Regions from separate parts of the Mus musculus genome. Here region 2 is linked to region 1. Evidence: chromatin contacts called from public promoter capture Hi-C data. All regions are on one chromosome and are shown on one strand. The core of a region is the stretch at or near the end of the contact, and the rest is flanking DNA. Distances in the headings are between cores, read along the strand shown.

Region 1 (3,328 bases), core at 533-3,032:
GCTCTATGTCCTCACTGGCTTTGTGCCCGACCATACCCCTGCCTCAATCTCTCAAGTGCTGGGCTTACAAGTTAGTGCCACACACCTACCTGTAGCACCATTCTGATAACAGAAAACAAAGGAGCTGGGACATAGCTCAGGGTAGAGTGTTTGCCTGGCATGTTTAGGACCCTAGTGCTCATCTGCCAGTACCACAGTACACATGAGTGTGCACACACGTGCAGACACACACACGCACACGCACACGCACAGACAGACACAGACACTTAGAGGAGAAGCCCACTCCATTCTGCTGATCTGTTTCCCCACTCAATAAACATGTATTCATTTTATAAGAAAAACTGCAGAAGCTATTTTTAACGGGAAAGGGGTAGTTGGGATCATCTTTGAATTTCCCAAGAGCAATGAATATATTCCTGAACAAACCACCCAGAGAACAAATCAATACAGTACAAAGGAAGGCTGCGGTCCTCGGATGGTGAAAACACCATTCTCTCCATTTCATACACACAAGACAGACAACACTTGTGGATACGTTTATTAGATGAAGCAGGACCATGGTAGGGGGAAGGAACATGGTGGTGGTGGTGGTCCATGTGCTGGGCACATACAAGGCCCAGGGTTCAGCTCACAACATCCTCCTGAAGTCCCCAAAGCTTACAATGTAAAAGACAGCCAGCTTCTACATCATCGCTAAAAGCAATGCAGACTCGTTCTTTGCTAGTCAGGCAGTCATGTGTTTGACACGGCTCTAATAGGACAAATACAAAGAACACAAACGTCACCATCTGTCTGGACAGATGGTTCAGCTGGGAAGGGCGCCTGTCACCAAAACTAACAATCTGAGTACATTCCTGGAACCCACACGGTAGAGAGAAGTCAGACTCCATGGCAGGCCTACACACACTAGGGGAATATAATAGTAATTATTTCTTAAAGCTGTCATCCAGGGCAGGCATGATGCCATAGAGCTTTAGTCTCAGCAATCAGAAGAGAAGGCAGGTGGGTCTCTATGAGTTCCTGGACAGCCTGGTCTACATAGGAAATTCCAGGCTAGCCAAGGCTATATAGTGATTATTGGCTCCAGGATTCAGTAAACAACAGCCTGGGTTTTAAAGTTTGAGGCAAGACTCATAAGGCAAAGAAGAGAGTGCTTTTTTTTTAATATGACAGAAAAATTTTAAACCTTTTAGCTAAAGAGAACTCCCTTATGGGGAGTCGGAGCCCCAGAGCTGGAAGGAAAGGGAAGGTATGCACTACCCCAGGGAACAAGCATTGGACGCCATGATGTCTCCTACACCAGCCCCCTCTTGGCAGACTCAGGTCCAAACTGTTGCCCAACTTGACAAGAGTTCCTACAGGAAGCTATTATCTGGGCTCCTCCAATGGGGACAGAGTTCTCCCAGTCACTAGGTCCCGGGGATTACAGTAAGTATGCTGTTCTAAGGACATCAACCATCCTTTAGGCAGAACTGTGAGACTCGCCAGGGGCTTACGTTCCCAGAGCAGCTCGAAGGCCTCTGGGGAATGTCCAAGGACAACCACCTAGCTAACAACTGTCCCACTGGTTCTGATTCTGTTGTCTTCCCTTCTACTTAATAAGTACATTAGGTGACAGGGTAGGCTGGCCCAGTGGGCAGGCAGAAGAGAGGAGCTACATTAGGTGACAGGGTAGGCTGGCCCAGTGGGCAGGCAGAAGAGAGGAGCTGAAGGGGCTGGAGTTGGAGGAGGGGCTCCCCAACCTCCCACTATAAACAATTTCAGGCTCACCCACTCACTGCTTTTGTTCCCTTTTTTATCTCTGCTAATCAAGCCAAAGCAGCAGCTAGGAAGTCGGCCTCACGCCAGGCTCTCCCAGCATCCCTCAGTCCTACTGGTTACTGGGTCCTTCCTGGGCTGGCACACCGAGCCATTTACCCTGAACTCTTCAGCCCAGGGACTGGACTGCTCTTCCCTATACAATCCAACCTTTGAGCGTCCTGGCTGCTGTACCTGGCTCCCCTCTCTCCTCTTCCTTCCTGCCTTCTCCCGACATGGCTCAGGGTCATGTCCACTCTGTACTCTCCCAGACGTCCCTGCCCCTGGCTATGCTCTCCCACACAGCTACAAGAAGCCTTTTCCCGAGACAGTCGTGTCCTTTCCTTTCTTTCTTTTTCATTCCCTCTCCACTTTTCAGACAGTTTTCTATCAGTTACTGCTATCAATACCTGAGAAGACAACTTCAAAGAAGAAAGAACTATCTTCACTCAGTTTCAGAATGTTCAATCCAGGGTCACTTGATCCCATGTGTAAGGACAGGACACCATGGGAATGGGAGTGTGTGATGGAGGGAGGCTCTCACACATGAGAGGCAGGAGAAAGAGGGATGAGGAAGGGAAGGAGCCAGGGTAAGACACAGCTCCCAGAGTGCACGATGGCCTACTCCCTCCACCAAGCCCTACCTCTGCTTCCACCCCTTCCCAGGACCACCATCATAGTGGCATCCATCAGTGACTAATTCACGTCACACCTCAGGTCAGAGCCCCTAATAATCTGTCCTTAGAAAAACCTTCATAGACGCACTCAGATGTGTGCTTCGCTGTTCAGACATCTCTCAATCAAAGCAAGATTAACTACCGCACAAGCCAATAGTCTGAAGGAGGTTCCTGCCACTTACAACCGAAAGCATCCTTACAGATGTGCACCCCCAAACTCAGGACTGAACCCAGGATCTTGCACCTGCTAGCACTCTGCCTCGTCAGCCCTCAATTCTTTTTGTCCAAACACTTATCAGCTGCTCAAAGAGGAGGCGTCTTCTACAGCTCCTGTATAGGTAACATGATGTTACCAACACAGTAGCGCTCCCTCAGCCTCTTGGGGCAGGGACACTATCCGTCCCCTGCTCACGTGGCCTGCTTCTGACCTCAGGCTTACAAGGAACATATGTTTCTTTGCTGGCTGCTCTTTATTAAGTAGATGCAACATCCTTAGTGTGATTCTATTTTCCAACAGAGGCCAATCAAATGGAGAGAATTTGCCAAAATCGGTGAGGTGAAAGGCAATGGAGCGCGAATATGAAAACAAGGATATCCTTGGGCGTCTCCCCAGGGAAATGGTGTTTTATTTACATACAGGAAACCACCATCAAGCTCTGACTCAGGATGAGGAGTCAAGCTTCAATAGACACAAATGGTTAGCTCTGATATTCCTGGGTTTAAAACCCACCCCAGATTTCAAGCAGAAACGCACACTGGCCCTCACCTGTTCCAGAGAAGGAGCAGGTGCTCTGAGGCGCCTTTCCCTTCCCTGGGGAAGCATCCTCCAGGATGGGAGTCTGCACTGACCCTAC
Region 2 (3,461 bases), core at 344-2,843, 1.0 Mb before region 1:
AAAGAAAGAAAGAAAGAAAGGAAGGAAGAAAGAAAGAAGGAAGACTGAGCAAGTCCTGAGGAGCAAAGTGGTAGGCAGTCCTCCTCCCTTCCTGGCCTCTGTATCAGTTACTGCCTCCTGGCTCTTGACCTGAATTCTAGTGAAGAATTGTGAATAGGACTGTGATCTGGCTATGAGAGCTGAGATAAACCCATCCCTAGACAAGATGATTTTGGTTATGAGGTCATGGTGTTTTATCACAGCAATAGAGACCCTAACTTATACAATGGCCTTGAGCTAAGGTTAGGTATTTACTATTAACCACTTTTTTGAGTTTCTGTTCTAGGGACTGAATTCTGGGCACATGCAAGGCAAGTCCTCTATTACTGAGCCACACTGCTGACTCTTAGCCACACAGTTTTGAGAAATTTCTTTGTACTACATCATTTCTTAGAACTTTTAAGTGGGGATCACCATACTCCCATTTTACAACAAAGAAATGAAGAAAGAGGTTTAAAAGCCACAGCGGGAATGCAGCCTCCGAAGATCAAGCTTTTTAATCTCTGGACTACCGTTTCCAACCCAGGGGACTTTACAAACATCCATCTGCTTTCTAACCATCCCCACCCTAATCTATATTTTTCCCTATCAGTCAGTTATATAACCACAACTTTAACATGAGAAAATGGTTCAGGCTAAGTGCATTTTTAAATATGTAATGAAAATTTTATATTTAAAATTCTCTTTTCGATGAAACATTTAAAAATACAAATACTAGGGCAAACATTCTTATTACTGGTATCATTCCTCCATCTAATCATTTCCCCAGGATAAATTCCCCATCAAAATGACCATTCATTTTTACTTCTTCATAAATATTGTATAAAAACAAGAGAATCCTGTTTAGGTGTGCATGGATATTCCTGAAATATTTTGTTATACGGATCTTAATAAATGTTTGTTAAATGAATATTCTGTGTACCAGACACTAAGTCAGTTTTAAACTATGGAGAGAGCCTGGACGAGGTGGTACAACCAAGGGAGCAGAGTTGAGTGAGGTCAGTGGGTGAGCCCTTACCCTTCGGCAGGGACCCTTCGGGTGCTGGCGAAAGTGACTCCCAGCCACAAGTGACTTCGGGCCAGCCTGCTGGGCTCTCTCCTCTGCTCACCTTGGCTTGTGGCTCGCGGTCCTGAATATGCGAAGGAGGTCCATCCCGCTCTGTAGCCGAGGCCGAGGAGTTCGGGGCCTCCTTCCTCTTCCTGGAGTTCGCCTCCTCCTTCTCTTGCTCCATCAGGCTGTAGGGGAAAGATCAGCTGGAGCTGAGGACCCCGCGGCGACCAGGAAACCGTGTCGCGGCCTCTCTCCAGCAAAGCGCTAGACAGGAGTGACGGTTGGTTTGTCTCTTGAAGCGGCTCAAACCAGTTTACCACTCTTGGCCCTCGCAAAAAAGGCCACAGACCTACGCCTCCTTTCCTCAATTTAAGCCGTCGCGAAGTTTAAAGCGCTCCCTGAGGCGCGTCGTGCGCAGAGCGAGGGGCTCCCGGTCCTCAAGCCTCTGTCCACGCCCCCGGGTCCCGAACCGCCCCCTATGCAACGCCCACAAACCGCTGGCGACGGCCGCCGCCGCTCTACAAGCGCCCGCTTCCCTTGCCGCGCCGGCGTTTAAACAGACCGGAAGTGGGGGCGTCCGACTTCCGGCCGTTGAACTCTGCGAAACCCAGGGTCCGGGGATGGCGACCAAGAGACTGGCGCGGTACGTTAGGGGGTTCCCCTTAGGGTGGGCGGTGTTCATCCGCAGTCGTTTGGTCTGGATCTGAAAAGGGCCCTGGTCTTCTCGGGCCCCACGTCGCCATTCGCGACAAGTTGGAGGAGCCCGAGAAACCCCGGGTCCTCCCTACCGTGGCATGCTCTATCAGGTCTGTTCATTCTAGACCCCTGGGACCTGGAACGTGACAGCTCTGCACACTGTTCTCAGGCAGGTGCCACTGCGCCCAAGTGACCTGCCTAGTCCAGTTTTATTGTCAGAATTACCACAGACTCTCTCAGGTTTTTTGGGGGGGGGTGGGGGGGAATATGCTGTGCACAGATTTTTGGATGCGTTGTACACATTTGTTGAGATTGTGGACACAGTATCAAACTTACCAGGCATAGTGGAATGGACCTACAATACCAGCATGGAAAGTTGGAGGCCAGCCTGGTCCTCATGGTGATGTTCAAGCAGGCGATGGCTAAATAGTGAGACTGTCTCAAAACAACAACAAAACCAGATTCAAAACAAAACCCCTATCTGATGTATTAATGAATAGCATAGGATTCAAGCGTGAAAAGTCCTGTCAAAGGTTAACATACTATGGCCATCTTTAGGCAAATCATTTACTTTTCTCTTGCATAAAATACAGGTTGCAGACATGTCTACCACCTAGAATTGTTTAAAAGAAGTCACCATCCTAATTAAATATTTGCTGAAGAAGTGACTAGTAAATGTTAGTTTTTCATTCCAAATCCCTACATTGGCCTCACGTCTTGTCTTTTTCAAATAGCCAAAATAACTATTCCAGGTGTCTGTCTACTTAAAGTTGTATTCGTCATCATTTGGGATCTTCCCTTCTTTGGACTGCAGTGTATTGCTGTTGGGAGGTTTGTTTGTTTTGTTTTTGTTTTTGTTTTTAATCATAGATTACCTTTCAGTAGTACTCTGGTAATCTTTCTCCCCTCCATTTTTAGAGTTTAAGCACAGGCATCATCCCCTTGGTACATAGCAAAGGCTTGAAAAATACATCTTTATAGTCAATTCCTCGGTACTACTATAAAACGTGAACAGGTAAGAGTAGTGTTTGTGAAGCCCGCTCAGGTAAAATGGACACTAAACTCAAGAGAGGATGGCCATTCGCACAAGGACCTAGGACTTTTAAAGTCTAGCCCTCCTTTCCTTCAGTCAGTATGCAGCTGTTGTTTGAGGCAGGGTCCTGCTGTGTGCTGTAAGCTGTCCCTCAGTTCAGTTTGGCCGTGGCCTGCTGACTGCTGAGCCTCCAGGTGTGGGGCCCTCACACCCAGCTCCACTTACCGTACATTAGAGATGATTTTGCCATCTGTTTGGGGCTATTACTTTAATATCATATTCTAACTGCAGTGTAAATGAGTTTATTGATCTTCCTGTGTCTTGCATTTTTAGGCGGCTTGGATTAATTAGGAGAAAGTCAGTTACACCAGCAAGTGGAAATCCAGGAGGGAGCAGATTGAGTAAGTCCCACGCTTACGTTACAGTTTGAAGCCTTGCCCTTGGAACATCGTCGGAACCTAAGAACACTGTGGTCTTTTGCAGAACAGTTGTATGCCTACTTAATTGTCGTTGACTTTGAGTCTACCTGCTGGAATGATGGGAAGCACCACAGTAGCCCTGAAATAAGTGAGTGTGGATGGCCAGTGGCCAAAGCTAGTGCTCTAGGAGTCTTCTTAAACATCCTAGATATAAGCCAGCCAA

Evidence for each region. Promoter capture Hi-C pulls out the DNA fragments that hold promoters and counts their contacts.
Region 2: a promoter capture Hi-C map of hippocampal neurons shows a contact between it and region 1, with 3 times the contacts expected there. The contact joins the promoter of Eri2 here to the enhancer-like site in region 1. A contact is called at or near these places in 7 of 39 promoter capture datasets (the 3T3-L1 cell line, the C10 cell line, hippocampal neurons and 3 more) and 1 of 115 datasets of contacts at active chromatin or transcription factors (large pre-B cells).

The regions. Positions count from the first base shown.
Region 1 is chr7:118,776,270-118,779,597 of GRCm38.p6, reverse strand. All of the region lies in intron 12 of Vps35l (VPS35 endosomal protein sorting factor like), which reads right to left. Among named protein-coding and RNA genes, the nearest start is that of Vps35l, 38 kb to the right of the region's middle. Within about 2 kb of position 1,782, at least 45 of the 459 cell types and tissues checked have an H3K27ac peak or open chromatin away from gene starts, as enhancers often do. A contact at or near this core is called in hippocampal neurons, where this site is marked.
Region 2 is chr7:119,792,190-119,795,650 of GRCm38.p6, reverse strand. It overlaps Eri2 (exoribonuclease 2), which reads left to right and starts at 1,593. Exons shown (of 9, transcript NM_027698.5): 1 at 1,593-1,733; 2 at 3,153-3,220; 3 at 3,303-3,386. The coding sequence starts at 1,711. Rexo5 (RNA exonuclease 5) reads right to left here and starts at 1,529. Exons shown (of 20, transcript NM_001370778.1): 1 at 1,440-1,529; 2 at 1,149-1,275. The coding sequence starts at 1,271.